Linked DNA regions of Mus musculus: region 2 is linked to region 1. A link is a contact called in public HiChIP or PLAC-seq data. All regions are on one chromosome and are shown on one strand. The core of a region is the stretch at or near the end of the contact, and the rest is flanking DNA. Distances in the headings are between cores, read along the strand shown.

Region 1 (4,695 bases), core at 1,475-3,974:
ATTTATTGTATGACTGCGCCACGATTTGTTCAGTCATTTACTTGCAAACAGGCATTTGGGCTCTTTCCAAGCTGGGGCTATTAGGGATAAAGCCTCATTAATAATTCTAGCACAAATCTTTCTGTAGGCGTGCTCACTTGTTATGGCGCAAATACATTGGCATTGGAACATCTAGATTACAGGGTAGGTTTTTGATTAGCTTTATAAGAAATGCCAGTTGCTAAAGCCATAAAACTATTCAAACTCCCTCTCTTCCTGTATAACACATTCCACGTACCCCTTTATCCCGGACAATATTTGCTGCAACTAGTTTTGATTAAGTTATTTTGCTATATGAGATGGTCCTTTGCATTTCTGATGATCCTTTATGCACTTACAATCCCCTGGTTAGTTATCCAGTGCAATTGTATGGTTCTGTATGCGTCATGGATACAAGCTCTTTGTTGGCTATATGTTAATATCTTCTTCCATACTATGATTTGCCCTGGCACTTTCTAATTGGCAGATGAAGAAAACTAAGTCATCCTCTATCCCCGAGGACCCCTGTGCTTAGATGCCCGCTCTATCCACTATTTCTATGGAGTCAAACATAGTCAACATTTCAATGGGGGAAAAGAAAGGCAGATGATAGAAGACAAAATAGAAAAAAAGGGGGTATAGTGAAGAGATTTATCAGTATAAATATTAATAAACTAAGTTGAGGAGATTCTCTAGCTTCAAAGTGACCCAACTCTACCTTTTACACAAATATTTCCTGAGTGCCTGTAGGTGTGTAAATGGCCACTGAGTATTAAGATGGAGCCACAAAGATTTGCTTTTATCTGTGCTAATAAAATCAGTAGAAAGGAACACAGTGTCTTTCATTACAGCCCCCATGATCCTCTGCAGTCATTAAAGCCCCCATGATCCTCTGGAGGGACCTGGAAGCAAGACTGCAGTCATAAGCTGATGTTGTCTCAGAGGCACGGTCAAGAGTGAAGCGCTTGGTTTCTTCCGCCATCCTCAGGCTACTGCTGACGAGATGGCGAGATTTCATCTCAGGTCAGGCCATTTCCATAACGCTTGACATACATGCTGCCCAAATACCTCTAGAAACCTTGTATTTAGACAAGTGTTTCAGTTCTCAGCTTTTACAGATGGATATTTAACTGAGCATAGATGAACTAAAGACATTCAATGAATGTCCTTTAAGGAAAGACTGTATGTACTTGGCACTAGTTTAGGTCCATAAAGCATTCTGAACGTTTCATAATAACTCTGGATTAAAGAGAGTAGAGTTTTCAGGAAAGGCAGATTTTCAGTGGATACAATTTCCAAGCCCCATAAAACTAGTGTTTATACACACACACACACACACACACACACACACGAATACTCACAGATGATTGCCATCAAAGAATTGAAGTTTCCAATGTTGAAACACTCTCGAGCCACATCGATGAAATACTCGATCATCCTCGCTCGGTGCTTCTTCTTCACAGGCTGTAAGAAAAACGAGCGTGAGCAGACAGGAACCCAGCACACAGGCCCAACAGATAGAAGATAAAGCAGGAAAACTGGATCTGAGGAAAAAACAATGTGTTGTCTCACCATGCAGATTTCTGTAGCAACCAAGTAGCTTAGACGATTAAACCATTCTACGTACGCCTCCAAGTTCCGTGTTTTCTTCCGTTCGCTGTAGCAACTCTACAGTGGAAGCAACGTGGACAGATAAGCCTGTGAATGCGCATGGATGCGCTCCCAAACGTGTCCTTCCTTCCCTCCCAAGAACTGAAGTTTCTCTGAAATGATGTTATCCTGGGAGGCCTGTGCCCTCAGACCCTCACTTCCAAAGAAGGGTCTGCTGGTTACTTTTAACTGTCCACTTGATAGTCTCCGTGACAAGCTACTGGACAAGCTAGAATCCCGTGGGAAGAGCGAGTCTGTGCGAGACTGCCTTGACTGTTAATGGATGTAGGAAGGCCCAGCCCCTGAGGGCAGCAGCACCATTTCTTCTGGGCAGGGGATGCTGAACAGCACAGCACAGAAGCTCATGTGTGAACAGGCCTGGCTGTACTTGTTTCTCTCTGTTCCTTTCCCCTCTTTAAAGGCTAAAGTTTTATTTCTGAGGAACTTGCCATTTTTAGAGTGAGCTACATAAGAAAGCCAAAAGGTTGCACGCCCCTCACCCTAAGAGTAAAGCAGGGCATACAATTCCCCCTTAAACCCTGGCATGTTTCACTCTGCTCTTGGCCGGGATGTGACTAGCTACTTGGGTTCCGACCTTGACTTCCCCTCTATGGTGGCCTAGAATCTGGAACTGTGAGCCAAACAAGCTCTTTCTCCCGGAGTTCTTTATTATCAGGGTATTTTATCACAGCAACAGAAATGCAGTTGGCAGGGGGTTTCATTCTCCAACAGCCTTGGGCTGCTCATACCAATTGCTATCAACACAGCAAGGGGAGGGAATACAGAATTTTGGAGCACCATTTACCCGAAGATAAATGGAAATCTACACCATGATGCTCTTGAGTAGGGTGAATGCCACACTGTTCATCTTAGCGTGGAGTTCAAGGCCAAGCTTGGGGAGGTTCATTAATCCTCTTTCCTTCCTTTCAGAAGACACAAACAAAACATTCCACTAGCCTCCTATTGAAAAACCCAGTCCTCACTTCCCATACTGAGAGAAGCTGGACCAAGGCGGGAAACAGCTGTTGGCTTGTCTCCCAGAGAGACTTCACCAGTAGATATAGCAGCTGCAGATAGCCTAACAACTCAAAGTGCTTCTAGAGGTCACTCTAGAATGGGGCAAATGTGTTCATGTGTTCATGAAATGTATAGTGTATGTCCAGTACCATGGTCTTTACATGTATGCAGATTCACTTCCAGAAAGGGGCCAGACCACCTGGAGCTTTTCAGGGCCAGAGAGGCAGGCTTGGTGCACATCCTGCCTCTCTGCTCCTGCTGCTGAACTGCGGGCAGACCGTTCTCTTAGATTTTCTTTCTGGCTTTAATCTGCTAAAACCATTAGGTTCTTATCGTCTTCTCTCACCAACACTGTGTCTGCTGGCCAGGAAGGGCTTATTAAATTCCCCAATAAGGAGGAAATGATGGAGTAGAACTATTGTATAGGCACTATTGTATAGACCCAACCCAAGACAAACCCCGATGAATCACAAAACAGCTAATGAAAACACGAAAACAAACAACTCGGTCCTGATTACCTTATCGTTGTCCAAAGGATCCTTCTGCACAAATGCCTGAACAAACTCTTCTGGGCCAATGTAATTGAGTCTCTCCTGGGACAAAAGCAGAAAATATTAAAGAAAGGGGAAGAAAACAGATGCCAACTCCCCTCTATTAATTTTGATGCTACCCCGCGTTTCTCAGACCAGGTTATAAAATGGGCTTTTAACCCTGAATACTTTCATCAGCTTCAAGTTGTGAAGAGGGGCAATGCTCTCCTTAGGTCAATGTTTCCTAAGACAGTTGAAGAATGAAGGAAATAATAAGCCAATAACAGGAAACTAATTAGAGGCAGAAAAAAGACCAAGAGATTCAGTAGACTCTGCTTCCCGTCTTGTTTAGGGTGTGTTTACGAGTAAATTCTCGGGATATCGGCATCCATATTCAGATGCCCACACAAATCACGCTCTGGCTGCTTTGTGGATGTTTCCCCTTTTGAGTGATTCTGACCTCTCTCCCGAGATTTACTATCAGCCAACAGTCTGGTTGCCAAAGCAAACTAGCTGTGGCTGCAAAGGGCAAAGCAGATAGCGCCTCACCAGCTCGATGTGGGTCAGCTGCTGGGCCAATGTGTAAGGGTCGCTGCAGACGGTCATGATGTCCCGCTGTATGGACTGGGGCTTGGTCTTCAGAACCGTGAGCCGGTCCGTGGCTGTGGAGCTGAGTTTGGCCAGGACTTCCTCATACTGGCTGAGGGCGGCGAGTTTTCGGATCAGACACTGCATCATCTGCTGGACGTTCTTCCGGTACGTCTGCTAGGAAGTGAAGGGAGGATGGTATTCTTGCCCTGCTTCTTCTCCAGCACTGTGAGGCCTCAGACACCCTGTCTTCAAATGCTCTGAGCTCTAGCAGCTAAACACCTAGGTTTCAATAACCTAGGTTCTCTCAGGTTGCTTGTGAAGATATAATTCAGGCTGGGCCTCAAAAACACCTCAGAAACTTCAGATTAGCTCTAGAGGTGGTCCAGCATAATGAGTACTACATACAACTAAGCGTGCTCTAGTGAAACTGTCTCTGTTCACTATCTCAAGGTGGATCATCGTCTTCCCATGATTTTACAGTCACCTACGGGGCTTCTCCATGCCTATAATTTCCAGCCCTGTTTTGCCAAGTGCACAGCAGCTACGTGACAAGAATGCACCATCACTGTCTAGTCCACCTTCCTGATCTTTCCCATCTACAGTGGAATTGGGTATTCACTCTTGTCATCTGACCTCTCTTGACTCACGTCCATTCCCTCCCGTGCACGGGTCAGTACTGATGTTCACTGGCATTCTCTCTCAGGGCAGCTCTCGCCACAATGCTACCACCAGATGCCACCTCATTGATGACTGCACCGTGCTATACTCATGACTCTTAGGAGGCATAGGTTACAAAGGTATTTCATATATTATAGGTAAATGTCGACCACTTGCCTCTAAAACACTCTTTAAAGCAAAGTAGTGACTTCCCAGTCAACCACTCTTTCTC
Region 2 (4,695 bases), core at 1,560-4,059, 110 kb after region 1:
TAATTATGCTACTAAATGTTAATACATTTGATAAATGACACAATCTGACTTTAAAATCCTTACTGTGTGTCTCATGAAGTGCAGAAGCAGGAGTGGGGGAAGGCAGCGGGTAAAAGATTATTGTTTTTCTCAATATAATTGTGAATATTCTTGCGGAATGGATTTCCCTTTTCTTGGACACTCAGTATGTAGTTAATTTCTCAATTCCTTTGGGCACTGAAAGTTAATACCTTTGTCTGTTAGGAAAGATTACAAAACAATACACCCGGTTCAATGGAGTCACCATTCTCTGAAAGGGAGATTAAGGCGTCTATTCATTTTATTTTATTTAAATTGGGGGACATGGGTAATTGAGAAAAGGAGTGGCCTTTTAAAAAATCACTATTTTGATAGAGAAAGGAAGATAGTTTTCATTTTATACAAGTAGAACAAGAGAAAAAAACGCTTTTGACATCTGAGTGAGCAAAACACTGTCAGCTGTCTTTGATTAGTATTTTCACTGAGTTTGCTGTCAAGATAATTTCCATCCAAATGAAATCTATTTTCTAGTTCATATCTTGGTGAAATACGTTTTGCTAGAAAAATAAATTTATCTTGAACAGTGTGGTTAGAACCGACAAAATGTTAAGGAAAAAAATGTTGTTTTAAAACAATCTCATAAGAGAACTATTGGTTTGAAATACATACATTCATAAAAATAAGTAAAAAGCAGAAATATACTGATGTGCATAGTGACCAACAAATGTGAACCTGAGTGTCCATTTCATGCATTCACAGTGTTATGCAATAACTGAACTATAAACAGAGACTGGATGAAGAAGGCTAGACACTTATGGCACATTAAGTAGAGACTTTACAAGATTCTCTATAAAATGAAATACTAGTGTTTCTTAACTATTGTGTCAAAACAGAAGTCATATAAATGTGGGATTTTAAAACATCATAATATTAATAATAGGACTCCTTGGTGGGGTTTTTGAGATCACCTTTGTTTTTCTTATTTAAAAAAAAAATTGTAAAATAGGTGGGGTAGAGTATCTCATGCTTTTAATCCAAGCACCCGAGAGGTAGAGGCTAGAAGTTCCTAAGTTCAAGGCCAGCTACAGAGGTAGGCACTATATTATTTTTGTAAAATAAACATCGTTGTGGTTTGAATATGCTTGCCCAGGAAGTGGTACTATTTGGAGGTGTGACCTTGTTGGAGTGAGTGTGTCACTGTGAGTGCTGGCTGTAAGACCCTCACCCTAACTGCCTGGAAGTCAGTATTCTGCTAGCAGCCTTCAGATGAAGATGTAGAACTCTCAGCTCCTCCTGCACCATGCCTGCCTGGACGCTGCCATGCTCCCACCTTGATGATAACGGACTGAACCTCTGAACCTGTAAGCCAGCCCCAATTAAATGTTGTCTACAAGTTGCCTTGGTCATGGTGTCTGTTCACAGCAGTAAAACCCTAACTAAGACAAACATAAATTAGAATTTTTTGGAAGTAATAAATGTGTTTTGATATGGGAGAATGAATCTACCCTTCCTTTCTGTAACTGTTTTTGCTACGGTTTATGTTCATAAAGTCACAATTGCCCAGGATTTCCTCAATTTATGTTGAAAGTATTTCATTATTCCTGAATGCACCTAGGCATCTTAGTTAAAAAGACCAAAGATAAGGATATAAAGAAGACAAAATTAGTTCTCAGCATCCCATGACCCTGCAAAGTTAACACACTGAAACCGAGACGGACAGCCACGGTGGCTGGAGTTCGGGTGTCCAGACGGACAACCATGAAGGCTGAAGTTCAGGTGACCATCTTTCTCTTGTACTGACTCAGAACCTGTTCCTCTTGTCCTGCCCATGGCTTTGTATGCTCAGCTATTTACTATTCAATTAGAGATTATCAGAGGGGACATAAAGGGTGGAACACCCGCTGCTGATAGCATGGTAAGGAACAGGACAGAAAGGTATAAAGTGAAACTCAAGAGAAAAAATTATTTACATAAAACACTCAAGATATCCTAGCACTTCAAAAGGCAAGTTGTTGACCTTACTAAATGACTCCCACAGGAAGTTTTAGGGTAAACTTTTTAATTTTATTTTTCTATTTTCTCATTTTTTTCTCAGCACTTGAGAACAGCTTCTTCTTTTGTAAGTAGCAAGCAAGCCTCAGGGTCAATCTATTAATAATTCCTCTATAGGCTAACAACATATAGACAAAAGGTAACAGCAGCCTGGGGCAAGATTGTGACTAAGTTTTCCCATCTTTGTTTTCTAGGGATGTTGGTCACAGTATCCACTGTAGGCTAATTAGTGTCTTACTGTAACAAATCAGGAAATTACTCCTGGAAAGCCAGCTCTGTCACTGCCTCATGTGACACTCGGGTACCCCTTGTGTGGCACCAGTAGATCCATGGTCAGGTATCCTCAGATTTTCAGAGTCTGGGTTAAAGCATAGAAGCTGGGGTGGATGTCCTTTTAGGAGATTCCCATGGCTTTTACAAACTGCTAACACAGAATCCTGAAACTTTCTGTCATCACGGGGTAAATTGCATTTCCTCAAAATGAATTTTAAGAGGATCCTGCAGTCAGAACCCAGCTGGGTGTATTCTGCACTACAGGTCACGGCATTCGCTCCTCTTCCTCCCCTGTCTCTCATATTTCCCGCGCCAGTGTGTCTCCTGTGAGTTTCGTTTTTGCTAACATCGGTCCTGATTTGCTCTGCCCTCAGATTTTCCATTTCCCCAATGAGTCTGGAGGTTGTTCTGCGAACTCCCTGCCTCCTACAGCTACTTGGCTACAGTTCGGTGGGTGGGGTGCCTCTTGTCAAGGACTGTCTGGGTCAGAAGTGCCTGGACTGACGTTTGTTGGAGAGACAGACGTGCTGTCTCCAGCTGCAAGGCCATGAGATAAAGCGCTCTTTCAGCGCCCGTTCTCCTCCTCACTGGATAAAGGAACATAGAAGCAAGCGGCTTCATTTCTGCCTCTCTCTCACCCATGAACGTGCTGCACTCTCTGATTTCGGGTTGGAAGACTGGGACTGAAGGTTAAGGACAACTGTCATTGACACCAGCAAATCACCCAGAAAAAGGCCTACCCCCGTAAGAAGTCTCATCACAGTCAAAATATGCTTGATATCTTGTCAAAGTGGCACGTCCCACTCCATTTCTCAGCCTTACTGAATTTCTGTTCTCAAAGTTTCCTTGCCATCTCTCTTGGAGTCAAATTCAGCAATCTTTCAGTGACTGTTTCAGTCTCTCTCCCCCTTTCCACTCATCCTCAGCATCTGGCTTTTGGAGCCTGTACCAGTTCCAACGCCCCCACTCTCTTTCCCACACTCTCCCCGTTTTTCCCTTCACTGCCCCCACCCCTCTTGTCTCCTCTCATTTGAATCTTTCCCCTGTTCTTTTTGGCACTCTGCACAGGACCCTGAGTGTCTCTGTCCCTCCCGTTCTGTTTATCTTTCTTTTCTTCCAAAACTAAGTCCAGGGAGGAGGGAGGGCAGATGGCAGTTCCTGCCTATGACATTTCTGTCTTTTCGCTTTAACAAAAATAATCATTGCCCAGTAAGACTGGTTCATACTCATGAAAAGATAAATGTTTGCAAAAGGATGGGAAATGGGACAAAAAGTACTTATTTACTGAGCCTGGCGTTAAAATCTGAAACTGAAGCCAAGAGGAGACTGTCCTTTTAATTGATAAGAAAGAAGCCAGCGCTGTGAAGCTCAGGGTTATTGTTCTGCAGGTCTGTTGCCCTGTCTGCGCTAGTGAGAAGTTTTCACCCAATATTGGGTAGTTTATCACCTATCTGTATGATTTTTGCTTTTTAAAATGATTACATAATTTCAAACTGAGCATTGCGGTGCACACCTTTAATCCTAGCGCTCTGCATGCAGAGGCAGGCTGATCTCTACCAGCCTGGGCCTGATCTACAAAGCAAAAACTAACTAAAAGTCATTACATAGTTTTCATAATAGCCTAAGAAGAGTGTAGAAGAAAATTAAAATACATAAAGATATGGCGTGGAAAGTGAGTCTCTAATCTACCCAAATTCTAGACTACTTTCTTAGATGGAAACATCCATATTCATAATGAACCTCTTAATATATATGCAATGCATGTTGGCATTTGGTCTGGGCTGTGCCCCACAGTGACCTGGCTACAGCCAGGTGTGCCTGGCTCACTATAAAAGAGGCTGCTTGCCCACTCCCCTCTCTCTTGCTCTCTTGCTCTTGCTCTGTCCCCTTTCTCCTGGTCCTCCTCTTTCCCCATTCCCCTTCCCCCTCTCTCCCCATTCCCCTTCCCCCTCCTGCCATGTGCTCATGGCCAGCCTCTACTCCTCTACTCTCTTTCTCTCTCTCTCTCTCTCTCTCTCTCTCTCTCTCTCTCTCTCTCTCTCTCTCTCTCTCTCTTTCTCTCTCTCTCCTACTCCCTCAGCTCCCCTCCCCATGCCCTGAGTAAACTCTGTTCTATACTATACTGTCCTGTGGCCTGTCCCTCAGTGGGAAGGGATGCCTCAGCATGGGCCCGTAGAGGCACCCCTTCCCCCACACCTGACTGCACATCCACTACACATATTCCTTTTTCCCTTATCTTTTTATAAAACACAACAATGCATATGTTAATAATGATTATATATGTGTATTCTATTTACATATCTATAGATATATATATATCTTCTTAACTTTTCTTTTTTATATAAATGAGAG

The links. HiChIP or PLAC-seq counts read pairs in DNA pulled down with a chosen protein or histone mark.
Region 2: a contact with region 1 is called in an H3K27ac HiChIP or PLAC-seq map of heart atrium, with 5 read pairs. The contact joins two enhancer-like sites. A contact is called at or near these places in 4 of 39 promoter capture datasets (embryonic stem cells, hematopoietic stem and progenitor cells, liver and 1 more), 14 of 484 Hi-C or Micro-C datasets (B cells, the HPC-5 cell line, LSK cells and 7 more), 4 of 115 datasets of contacts at active chromatin or transcription factors (the HPC-7 cell line, embryonic limb bud, heart atrium and 1 more) and 2 of 9 other capture datasets (adipose tissue and liver).

Annotation. Positions count from the first base shown.
Region 1 is chr5:99,230,712-99,235,406 of GRCm38.p6, forward strand. It overlaps Rasgef1b (RasGEF domain family, member 1B), which reads right to left. Exons shown (of 14, transcript NM_181318.4): 5 at 3,765-3,977; 6 at 3,204-3,278; 7 at 1,591-1,686; 8 at 1,380-1,482. Among named protein-coding and RNA genes, the nearest start is that of Rasgef1b, 20 kb to the right of the region's middle. Within about 2 kb of position 2,725, at least 12 of the 459 cell types and tissues checked have an H3K27ac peak or open chromatin away from gene starts, as enhancers often do. A contact at or near this core is called in heart atrium, liver and microglia, where this site is marked.
Region 2 is chr5:99,337,177-99,341,871 of GRCm38.p6, forward strand. All of the region lies in intron 3 of A930011G23Rik (RIKEN cDNA A930011G23 gene), which reads right to left. Among named protein-coding and RNA genes, the nearest start is that of Gm35314, 27 kb to the right of the region's middle. Within about 2 kb of position 2,810, at least 105 of the 459 cell types and tissues checked have an H3K27ac peak or open chromatin away from gene starts, as enhancers often do. A contact at or near this core is called in heart atrium, liver and microglia, where this site is marked.